Linked DNA regions of Mus musculus: all the other regions are linked to region 1. A link is a contact called in public Hi-C and promoter capture Hi-C data. All regions are on one chromosome and are shown on one strand. Each heading gives the region's core, a stretch centred on a gene start, on an enhancer-like site or on the middle of the called end of the contact. The rest is flanking DNA. Distances are from core to core; before and after follow the strand shown. Region 1 holds the start of Tex261 (testis expressed gene 261). Region 2 holds the start of Hk2 (hexokinase 2). Region 3 holds the start of Sfxn5 (sideroflexin 5).

Region 1 (4,019 bases), core at 375-2,874:
GCCGCATGCATGCCTGTACCCCCATGTCCCATTTCATAGCTTCCTTGAATGCTAAGCATGATCTACTGAATCAATTACGTAACTCAGTGATGAATCCAGCAGGCAGTCTGAGAAAGGCTTCGGTTGTCGGTGATGAAAGGTCTAATTGCTATCCCAACCACACCCACAGACTGAGCCAATGAGCTGGCTGTAGCCCTGTCTTTACCACAAACTACAACCCCAGGCTACGTTGAGAGTGAAAGTAGCTGCAGACTTTAGGCGACTGAAAGGTGAACTTTTCTGTCCAAAGGTATCCTCCCCCCCCCCCCCCCCCGCACCTCAGTCTTCCTCACAGCCTCTCTAACAGGGACAGGGACCAAGTCTTCAGGAAAAGAAACCTCCATGAGGGAAGAGAAAGGGCTGGACATTCTCCCTTAGGACAAATGACACTGAGTGGAGAGAGGGCAATAGCTAACTAAGCGTTACAAACTGTCCTTATTGTCCCTATAAGTTCTAAGCCTGGGCTGGGATTGGGGACCTGGTGTTAGAGACCGTGGACACTGTGAGACAGACACAGGAAAGCGAAGCCATGAATACCTATCAATGAAATATCTGCACTGTCACCTTAAGGAATGGCAGTAGGTTGTGAAACTATGCCACCTGAGGCTGGAGGGCCAGGGGTGATCTGGACCCAGGAGTGCAGACTGCAGGGCAGGGAAGCAAGTGGGACACCCTCAGATCCTGGGTTCTCAGCACCAAAACAGCCCCAGCTCAAACAGTCCCCACTTCCTGTTTCTGATGTAGGGCAAACAAGCCCTGGGTGACTACTCCAGGGAAAAGCGGCCACTTACCCAGATCATGTATTTGATGATTCGGCTGGTGGCCACCGTGTACTCTTCTATCAGCTCTGCAAGGTAGTACAGTCCAGCCGCTGGGTAGGAGAAGGGGGTCCCAGAGGGAGGGGGACAAACAGGAAGAGATCAGCCAGGGACACTCCCACCAGCCTGCTCATCCTGTAGTCCCCCACCAACCCTCCTCAGACTCCAGGAAGTCGGGAACAAGCCAAAGCACCCCTGGGATGTCCTTCTCATCTGCACAAGTAGATAGAACTTTGCCAAGACAACTGTAGAAATATTGGATTTGACCGCACAGCATAAAGTTAACCTCTGTTCCGGGAACCTTAAACTTCACTCGTCAATCAACACCTGCAGAACACTTAGTTTACAGGCCGGGTGCTGTACACTAGCACACAGCCGGGTGAGACAGACAGGGGCCTTCCCCCTGTCCCAGCTGGAGGGGACAGGCTGAGTAGGGAGCTCAGGGCTCCAAGAGCAAGGATGCGTCTCGGGAACCAAGCATCCCCACCGGAAGGTTCCGCAGAGGTCCAGTAGGACCAGCTCGGGGTCGTCAGCGCCCAGCTGCAAAGAGCAGCAGCGGTTGGCGGCTCGGGGCATCGGGGCGCGCGCGGCCCGGGTCAGCGCTCTCACCGACGGCCAGAGTGATGAATGCCACCTGGATGAACAGCGACAGCCAGCTCAGCACGTACATGAACCACATGGCGCCCCCCGGGCCGCCGGGACGGGCCTGCGCGGTCCGGCTCCCGCGACACTGAGCGGCCGCCGCCGTGCTGTCCCCGCCCAGAGGACGCCGAGAGGAGCAGGGCGGAGCGCCGCGGCCCCTGCGCCCCCGCCAAGCCCGCGAGCGCCGCTAACCGGCTCGGAGGATCGAAATCGCGCTGCACCCGGTACGGAGCGCCTACACAGAGCCCAGATTGATTGGAACCAATCCTGGCTCAAGCCTGCTCCGCACAGCCTTGGATCCTAATTTTCTGGGAGAGGAAGATTCCCTTCTCTCAGGTCACACACTAGGAAGCCGCATAATCTGGAATCCCAGGTGCCTTTAAATGGTCACCTTCAGCCTTAACTCTCCCTCTAGGCTGAGGTCTTTTGCAATGCAGGTCTTCACTTTTGCGTGGGGACTAAAGCAACAGCTAAGCACTGACTGTACTTGCGACACCGCAGGTAATCATCTGAGAGAGCACCACCTAGTGGCTGACACAGGTAAGCTCAGAGTGCCAACAAGCCTCTTATCTCAAACAAACTTTTTGTTTGTTATTTTCAGAAAGGGAGGGTCTCATAGCTCAGGCTGGCCTTTGAACTGTCAACTCTCCCATCTCCAGCTCTCAATTGGTAGGGTTTCAGATGTGTGGAGTCTCCGTACTAGGGCAAAATATAACTTTGGTTTTGGTTTTGTCTGTTTTGATTAAGGGTCTCTATGTAGTCCTGCAACCTGCTATGTAAATCAGGCTAACCTTGAACTCACAGAGACCAGCCTGCCTCTGCTTTATCCCAAATCCTGGGATTAAAGGTGTAGAAACATCATGCAAAGATCTTTTCTTTTTTTGAAACAGCCTTATGTGCCTCCAGGCTGGCCTTGGTGACACTAAGTAGTTTTGAGTGCTGGAATGGTAGATATTATATGTTAAGGACTAGGTACAATATTAAGGCCTAGGTAACTGTCACCTGGCCAGCCTGCCATTATAAGGAAACTTGCTCATGTTTCTACTGTTACTAGGAAACTTTCTAATGCCAGGATTGGTTATGTATTCTGTTTTGTTCTGTGCCCTGGGAAACCAATCTAAATAGAAATGCTTTGCATGGTTACTCACAGCAAGTTTGGGTCTGAAGTGACCATCCAACAATACTTTCTGCACCTGACTATAAGCTTTTATGGGATTTGCTGTTATAAGCTGCCCCTGGGATGAACCCCAACATAAGAGATATAAGAAACTATTTAAAATAAGACCCCCCCTCCATTTTGAGTAGGGGTCAAGTAAAGTTTAAGTTCCCAAGACTTCCCTGGGAACTGACTTCCTAATTGGCAGAGAGAGACAGGTATGTGGGCAGCTGACATCCTGGTTAACAAGTTAAGATATGAATTTTAGTCAAAACAAGTCCCATCCTGGTAGACAAGTTAAGACATGAATTTTAGACAAAGGCAAGTTCCCTGCAGCCGTTGAATACCCTAACCAATGGGAGCAGGACAAGTGTACACAAAGACATCTTCCTAAGGAAGTTCCCCATCCCTAAATCCTGATTGGTGAAATAACATGGCACAAGATGTTTGCGGCTTGGGGCTTTACAACCCTGGAGGATCTTAACTTGGAGTCATGGTTTGTCTCCTGAGCCTGACTCAATAAGTCTTGGGATGTGGCATTCAGTAAACCATCCCTAGTAGACCAAGATCAGTGTCTGAGTGGCTTGTGTGGCAATTCCTAGACCCCCAACAGGTATGTGCCACCATACACATATCACACACAGAGTCAGATTTCTTGATTCACAAAGTAAGTGCTCATTCCTAAACAAAACAAAAAAGGAACTGGGCTGGAGAGATGCTTCCGTGACTAAGCTCACATGTTGCTCTTGCAGAGGACCCAAGTTTATTTCCCAACACACGTCAGGTAGTTTACAACCACCCATAAATCCAGGTCCAGGTGAACCTGAGGCTTCTGTCTTCATTGGAAGCCTATACCCAAGTGCACATACCCTACACAGACACACAAATACATACTTAAAAATAAATAGGCCACACACAGTAGTGCATGCTGTTAGTCCCAGCACTTGGGAAACAAAGTCAGGTGGATCTTTGTGAGTTTGAGGCCAGCCTAGTTTACATACAAAGTTCCAGGTTAGTCAGGGCTACATAGTGAAACCCTGTCTCAAAACAAACCATAAAAATCTTTAAGTCATGGAGGGAAGAAATGTAGATGTGTCCTCTGGTCTTTCTTCAGAACTGGAGAGAAAGGGACTTGGGGCCCCTGAAAGCTGAGTGCACCCACCTTTCAATGTGCCTGCTAGAACTGGTATGCCAGCTGGGTACTGCCATTTCTCCTGTGTTAGAGTCCAAACTGGCCTGGCCAGCCAGGGCTGAAGATCTGAACTTCCTTTGATGGCAAGAAAGGCAAGCAGGAAGAAACAGAAAGTAGGGTTTTTTTGTTTTGTTTTGTTTTGTTTTGTTTTTGTTTTTTTGTTTTGCCCCCT
Region 2 (3,972 bases), core at 613-3,112, 1.0 Mb before region 1:
AGATATTAGAGAAAAACCAACCGATAAACTCAAATCAGGTACCTCTCTCAAATCTGAGGTTCATCTGCCAGGGCCCTGGATACATCAAAAGCAACCGACCAACCTCTCCCACGCAGTCAGGACCAAGAGAAGAGGGGGGAGGGGGCTGGAACGTGGTCAAGGCACTTTCCCTAAAATTTGTTCCTGTGAGACACTGTAATTTCAAATGTGTAACTGAGCTCTAACACAAACCTCTGGACAGCACCCACCCTCGGCCCCTGCCCCATACTAGACCATTCCCTCTCCTAAATCCTGGACTAGGGTAGGAACCAATCCCGTAATCCTGGGTATTTTAGAAACTCAATTCTCCTGGGAGTTAGAGCGCTCCGGGCCTGGCTCCGGTCCACCCCCACCTCTCTAGCCCGAAGAGGAGAGTGAGGCTCCAAGCAGGGCCGGAGGCGCTTTCTTATGTAAATGGCGCGCCGAGAGAACTGGAGTTTGCCGGGAAGGCAGAGTGAGGTGGGCTCAGGAAGGTCAGAGCGACTAAAGGTTCATTTTCAGAAACCAAGAAAACAAAACAAAAACAAAAAAGAAAAAAAAGAACTCTGGGGATCGTGGGGTGGGAAGATGAGTCCATTCCGTGTAACTTTTAGTTCCAAATCAGAACATACTATCCAAAATCCGCCCTCAACTCGGCGGCCAGACACGGGGACGAGGCGGGGCGGTCCCCAGGAAGGTCTGCTGTGAGGGGGCGCCCCTTTCGAGCCTCAGTTCCGGGCAGTTCAGTTCCGGGGAGGGGGCGCGGCAGGCTAGTCTTTCTGCGCCCTTTCCCGCTCCTTCCTGGGTGGCTCTCTCCCCCACCCCACCCCCGATCCACCCCCAAGGAGCGCCACGAGGAACCGAAGGCCTCTTCAACACATCCTTAAATTCAAGAGGGCCGGGCCCCAGCTGCTACACGCTTCCACCCCGCCTCCTCCCCTAAGCAGGATTCTTCCCCACGTGCTCCTGCCGGAACTCGGGGCTGCAGAAGGGGGCTCCTCCCACGTGGGCGCAGCAGTCTCAGACTACGTGCAGGGCGGCCGTCCCATCAAGAAATTAGGGGCTCTAAGGGTGGGGAGGGTGCGCGCAGGTCCCGGGTAGGTGGGACTATCGATGGTGAGCGGTCGGGCCACGAGGGTGCCTAGCAGACGTGGCTTCTCGCGCGCAGGACTTTCCCAGCTACCCAGACTGGTTCCACGTCTCCAGCCCCGAAGGAGGAGGAAGCAGGTCCTCTGCGTGCTCCAGATTCCGGGAGAGCACGCAACTTGGTCCGAAGCGAGCCAGAAGCTCCCGCCCGTGCCGACTTACCTTCTGCACTTGGTTTTGGTTGAGCTCCGTGAATAAGCAGGCGATCATATGCGAGGCGATCATCTTGTTGCGGCGAGTCGGGGCCAAATAGAGAAACCGAGGCTCGAGCGCTACCGATGGAGCAGGCAGCGCTGTCCGACCGCTTTGAAACCAGGCCCGGGTGTCCGGCTGGGATCGAAGACTCCAGGAGCCACACAAAGAAGCTTAACCACGATGGCTCACCAGCTGAGGGCCTCAAGTTTCCAGAAACAGGGTTTTTTTTTTTCTTTTTTTCAATTTTTTTAATCACAACTACTAGAAGGTACCCTAAGTCTCACTCCTGCCGACCGGTCTAGCTGCTTAGCGTCCCGTCGCTAACTTCACTCACTGGGTCACTAAGGCTCAACTTCGGAAAAAAATGACAGTTCTGTTCCAATCCGGCGATCGCACCTATCAGAGTCACTGGCGTGATGCTCCTGCCCTCGGATCTCCAAAGCAGAACAACTCCGGGTAGCCTGTGGTGTCCTGAGACTCCAGCACTGGAGTTGGTGCAACAATGTGGCTTATTGAGGGGCTGCCGGCTCTTTGGGCCGCCCCGGACAGTGACGTGGATGTGCTCATTGGCTGCGGGAAGAGGGTGTGTGCGCTCTTCGGCTGTCCGCCCGCGGTCCACAGCCAATCAGCGCCTAGAGCCCGCGGGCGCGGCTGCTCCAGCACCCAAGCAGGCGGCGGGAGAGACGCGCCCGAGGCTAGGGGCGGAGCTGGGCGCCAGAGTTGGGACGTGTGTTCCGTGGCTAGAGCTCGGGACTCCAGGGCGCATGAGCCACCGCCGCGTCAGGCTCAGCTTCGGGTGGGGGGCGCGTGATCGCGGACCCAAGAGATGTTGGGCGACTGGAAAGACAAGTGATCGTAGCAGCACACGCCATAATCTGGTATCTGGGGATCATGTGAGGGGCTGCCACTGCCCTGTGACAAGTCTGAAGCACCGTGATTCTCATCTTAATTGTAGCTCAACGAGTCAGCGGATCCCTGAAGCTAAGCCATTACAAAAGTCAGCCCTTCTTAATATCACACCAATATAGCATATGGATTTTACTAACCCCGTTTTACAGATTGGGGAACTAGGCACTGTGCTGTTAGTGAGTTTTGCCCAAGGTCACACCCCTAACAAATGGTAGATGAAGACAGGAACACATCTTACTCTGAAATGCAATTCCCCCACCCCCGGTATATTATCCAGCCTTTCTTGAAGCCAGCAAAGGCTGGAGAGAAACTTTGTTTGTAGCTGGGACTGATAGATGGGAGGAGAAAGGGCACCTGTAACAGCTTGATCCTAGGCTCAAGTGGTGTGAAATGGTTTATAGATGCTGAGAAGAGCCCGCCTCGACCTCAGCTCATGCCTGACACCAGACTCTAAGTTGACATTTATGAGTAGACGCCATCAATATTGAAATAGCACCTCAGATGACATGAAGTTGGTGCTGGTGGAGAATGGAAAGCCAGGAGTTTGAAAGTTACATGGAAGGAAGATAAAGCCTACCATTTCCAAATAATCTCACTCCCCAAGCCCTCTCTCCACCTCCGGAGTGGCATGTGCCACTACTGGGGATCTAACATGGGACTTTGTGCGTGCTAGAAAAGCACCCTGCCCACTGAGGTACACCCCAGCCCTAAAAAGGCTCTGCTCCACTTTCTATGATGTGGTTCATCTATTTCCTCTCTGGGTGATCCCTCTTAGCGCCATCGTCAGCAGTTACACCATCCGCACACAGGTAACTCACAAACCTAATCTACAAGCGAGGACTTTCCCCAGGGATTCTGGCTTTCTTAACCAGCTGTCATTTGTCATCCCTGTGGAGGTGACTAGTGTCTCACACTTAACATGTACTAGGCTGAACTTCCCAGGGTCACCCCCCCCCCTTTTACCAATTGTCTCCACAAATGACGTCACCATCCATGGTTTTCTCCCTGCTCTTACATCTATTCACACCATCAGTGAACAGTTAGTCTAACTTAGCAAATCAAAGAGGCCAGACCCTCATAGCCAGGCCACCGATGACTCCACCAGAGCCTGTGTAATTTCACTTAGCTGCTGTTTTTAGGTACCTCTAGCTTGACCACTGTGATCCCTCGTTCACTCAGGAGCTAAAGAGACTTGTTTAAAATACAAACCAGTGCTTCATGTAGTGGCACACACTCGTAGTTCCAGTGATTCAGAGGTGGAGGCAGAAGAGTCAGGAATTCAAAGCCAACTTGGATAGCTTGATAGATACGCTAGGTAGGTAGGTAGGTAGGTAGATAGATAGATAGATAGATAGATAGATAGATAGATAGATAGATAGATAGATAGATAAGAGATAAGATTAGATTGGTTGATAGATATATACCAGACTGTCTTGGGGTGGTGGTGTCTTAAAACCATTGTTTTTCTTCAACTAAAATCCAAACTCCTAAGAGTAACTATTAGAAATAATTTTTAAGGCTGGACATGGTGGCACATGCCTTTAATCACAGCACTTGGGAGGCAGAGGCAGGCATATCTTTGAGCTCCAGGCCAGCTTGGTTTACCAAGCAAGTAGACTTGGAAGAGATACTCAACGAAACCCTGTCAAGAAGAAGGAGGAGGAGGAGGAAGAGGGGAGGAAGAGGAGGAGGAGAAGGAGAAGA
Region 3 (3,554 bases), core at 849-3,348, 1.6 Mb after region 1:
TCGGAGGTTCCCATGTCGGCCAAAAAAATAAACGTGTGGACTGGGTTAGCCTTGGAGAGGGAGGCTAGGAGAGCTGTGGGGGAGAAGGGGAGGACTGGGAGTAGCAGAGATGAATGGAGGCTTAAGACTCTAGTTCTTGGGTGGCAGGCTGAGCTGTTTGCAGAGGGAGGAGCAGGTGTGGAAGAAACAGACGTTCTCAGCACCGGTGACTCAGACCTGCTCAGCACCCTTTCTTATCAGACCACTAGGATGCCAACATTGGAGGCCTCTGCAGAGGCCACTGCATACTCCACAGATGTGAACAGCTGCAGAAACTAATCCTCCCCAAACACACTCCACAAGAGTGAAGAGCCCAGGGCAGGAAGCCAATACAAGGTACTCAGTAAATGTTGGGTAGATGGATGACCCATGAGCCATCCAGATTCCAGATACCAGACACCAGACATTGGGGGAAAAGCCCTTACTCAGTTCGTGTTATTAAAAACCCAATTGCCTGGGGTAAGATCAACAACCACTTTTTATCCGGAAAAGGACCTAGGGAATACTTTGGAAGAGTAATCTGCATCTGCGAGGCTCCCACTGGGGGGTTCAGAGCGGAGTTTGGCGTTCTTGATAGGACAACTGGGGTGGGGGTTCCAAAGACAGCAAGTGTTTCCCAGTCGGGAGTGCAGGCTTACTTAAGGATGCGTAGAATGGGGGTGGGGACAAATGGAGGATCACTCAAGGTTAGGCACAAACACCCCTGACAGCGTCTCAATATTTGGTGGCATTTTACACTAGCTGGGACATTAAGTCTCTCCAGATTCCTCCATGCAGAGACATGTCTATTTTTGAAAGAAAACAAGTCCTATTTTAAAAAACTCTAGGGACGTATTCTCAGAAAGCTTAGTTCGACGAAGTTGGGGGGGGGGCTGAATTCGGAACCATTCTCACTTCTAAACCCAGCCACATCCCACCTTTGTAGCATTTTCTTTCTTCCTTCAAAGTTTTCTCTAGCACATCTGCTGTCCCCACTCCTGGCAAGCCCAGGGTCACTTCAGCTCTGGAAGCAGTCTGAGGGTCTGCGGCGTAATAACTAAGCTCCCATGCTCCTGGCTCACAGACCTGGACCTCCGGTTCCATGGCCGAGTTAGTGATACCCGGGTTTCTTGGGTTGGCGTGTCCCCAAGTAAGGTTAATCATAGTCACGGTGCACCCTGAAGAGCCCAAGCGGGTGTGGATGGGGGCCAGCGCTGCGCAGCGGCCGGGAGCAGCGCAAGTAGGACTGGGGCGCACTTGGGACCCTTGGGAGGAGAGCTCAGCTTCGGAGAATGACACAGCGTTTCCCCGCACCGGGCTCTCTCCGCGTTGTCCCAGCCGCATCCCCGCAGAACGCACTAGCTGTCCGGCTGGTCTCATCACTGAAGCCCCAGGCCCCCGGACAGAGATCAGGTCGCTGTACCGGTGCACGCGGTCCCATCCTAGGGCACACGCAGCACCTTGCTGGAGGTTGAGGAACCGGAGCATGACCATGGGGCGTGCCCAGGGAGTTTTGCCCGGAGACTGTCCCGCAGCTCACAAGAAAGGTCAGTCCCACTCGGGGAGAAGTTGAGGAGCATACCGGCCACACCACCGGCCCATGCATCACAAGACGGGAACTTTGCGCCTAGGGCGCATTTGCCAGAGCGACCCCTTCAGAGCCGCTCGGACCCTGGACCGCGACCCGCGTGGCCAATCATCGAGCGACTAGGACGGGGGCTGTGCCAGGGCGCGGGCATCCGCGGAATGACTGTGCCACCCGCCAATAGGAAACCAGAGAGGGAGACCTCGCCCATCCTGTTGCCCAATAGGAAAGGAGCGGCTACAGCCAAGGTCCCCGCACTAGCTGTAGGCTCTGGTGGCCGCGGGTTGGAGACCCTCGAGCTGAAGTGACTTTGCAAGAGATTTGGCTCCGTGCCCTTCCCTGTGTCTCCCTTCCACCCGCTCGTCGCATCCCGAACCTCACCTGCTGGAAGCGGGGCTTGCCCAGCTGGAAAGGGGGCGCATCTGTGGAGGCGTTCGGGGCACTGGCCGCCGCGGACGCCGCTGAGGCTGTGGTTGCTGTATCCGCCATGGCCACTGACGCCCGCAATCTCCAGCCCTTTTAAAATGTCCCTCCTCGGCCCCCGCCACAGTTGCCTCTCCCGATTGGCCGTGAGCAACCGCAGCGAACCGGGCGCGCAGGGGCTTCTGGGGAGTGTAGTTTTCCCCTGCTCTGAGCCTGACAACCTCAGACTGCAGAGAGTTGCACCCACGCAGACCTGGTCTTAGTTCCTACCGCTAAAGCAGCAGGCGTTTGCAGTCCTGAGAATGTATGCAAATGCATGTGCGGATATACGTGTAGGCCTGAGTCTTAGGACAAGGAACCCCTACAAACGCGGACACGACCCGGGATCAGACAAGCAAGGACTCCAGGCAGAGTGGGGTTAATTCGGATGGCCTTCAGCAAGGAGTCGCACTGCGGGATTTTCCTACCGTTTCTTCTATCAAAATCCTGGCTCCAGCCATTCTGCCACTCTCTGAAACAAGCCATGCTCACGCTGCTGTGACCCTTTAACATTCTGCTCATTTTTATCATGGCCTGAGGCGATTCTTTTTATAGGTTCCGCATACGCGTTCATCCGTTCCATCAGCCTACTTCCACAAAAATCCGCTTCCGGATTTTGTACCACGCAGCACTCTCTTGCCTCCTTGCATGTAACTCAGGCTAGCCTGGAACTATGTAGCACAGGCTGGCCTCAAACTTGTGATCCTTCTTCCTCTGCCTCCCAAGTCCCAGGATTACAGGTGCCAGCCAGCAGACAAACCATGAGCTTAAATATCTTTCCTACTGTATGGTGGGGGAGGGGGATGGATAAATCTTCAGTGCAGATATAGGAAGGTTGACACTAGGTACTCAAATGCTTTGGGTGACTTAAATATCCAGAGCTTAAGCATCCTGAGACCCTACTTCTTTTGATCTAAGGAGGTTTGGTCCAAGCCTAATTACTGAGGACCAGCAACAGGGGTGCACCAGGAGCTGTAGAGAATACCAAGGTAATAAACACCTCACCCCCACCCCCTGCAGAATGGCACCAAATGGCAACTGCAGCCCCAGCTAAGTGGTGTGGTTATAAGCCACACTGGGCATGGAGAATGGGGAGTTGATGGTTTCACCCAGGACATAACTCCTTGACTCTAGGGGAGCCTCTGTCTCATGGTGGGATTCAGAGCTAACTTGGGGTTGCCCTCTTGTCCTTCTGGACACAGCATGAGCCATTGGTGGCCCAAGGGCTCATTCACTCACTGATAGCTGACCCACATGGAATAGAACTCACAAATGACCCAAAGAACAGTTCTTATTTTTGGTTTGTATCCTACCTTTCCTTACTGAACTCAGTGGCTTCAGGACAGAAATCACAAAACTTGCCCTCTTTATCCACTCCCCCCACCCCGCCAGGCCCAACACTCAGTAAATATGCCTGTGATCAGTGCCCGTGAGCACAGGCATCCTAGGCACACGGGCCATGAGGCAGTGTTGCCTGTGATTTCAGAGC

What was found. A called contact is a pair of places that touch in the nucleus more often than the background predicts. Capture Hi-C pulls out chosen DNA fragments and counts their contacts.
Region 2: a Hi-C map of B cells shows a contact between it and region 1, with 10 read pairs. The contact joins the promoter of Hk2 here to the promoter of Tex261 in region 1. A contact is called at or near these places in 1 of 39 promoter capture datasets (pre-B cells) and 1 of 484 Hi-C or Micro-C datasets (B cells).
Region 3: a promoter capture Hi-C map of adipose tissue shows a contact between it and region 1, with 2.7 times the contacts expected there. The contact joins the promoter of Sfxn5 here to the promoter of Tex261 in region 1. A contact is called at or near these places in 1 of 484 Hi-C or Micro-C datasets (B cells) and 2 of 9 other capture datasets (adipose tissue and pancreatic islet).

The regions. Positions count from the first base shown.
Region 1 is chr6:83,774,188-83,778,206 of GRCm38.p6, forward strand. Tex261 (testis expressed gene 261) reads right to left here and starts at 1,625. Exons shown (of 6, transcript NM_009357.2): 1 at 1,467-1,625; 2 at 831-910. The coding sequence starts at 1,536. Gm52907 (predicted gene, 52907) reads left to right here and starts at 1,748. Exons shown (of 2, transcript NR_168047.1): 1 at 1,748-2,039.
Region 2 is chr6:82,772,592-82,776,563 of GRCm38.p6, forward strand. Hk2 (hexokinase 2) reads right to left here and starts at 1,863. Exons shown (of 18, transcript NM_013820.3): 1 at 1,327-1,863. The coding sequence starts at 1,389.
Region 3 is chr6:85,331,324-85,334,877 of GRCm38.p6, forward strand. Sfxn5 (sideroflexin 5) reads right to left here and starts at 2,099. Exons shown (of 14, transcript NM_178639.4): 1 at 1,985-2,099. The coding sequence starts at 2,092.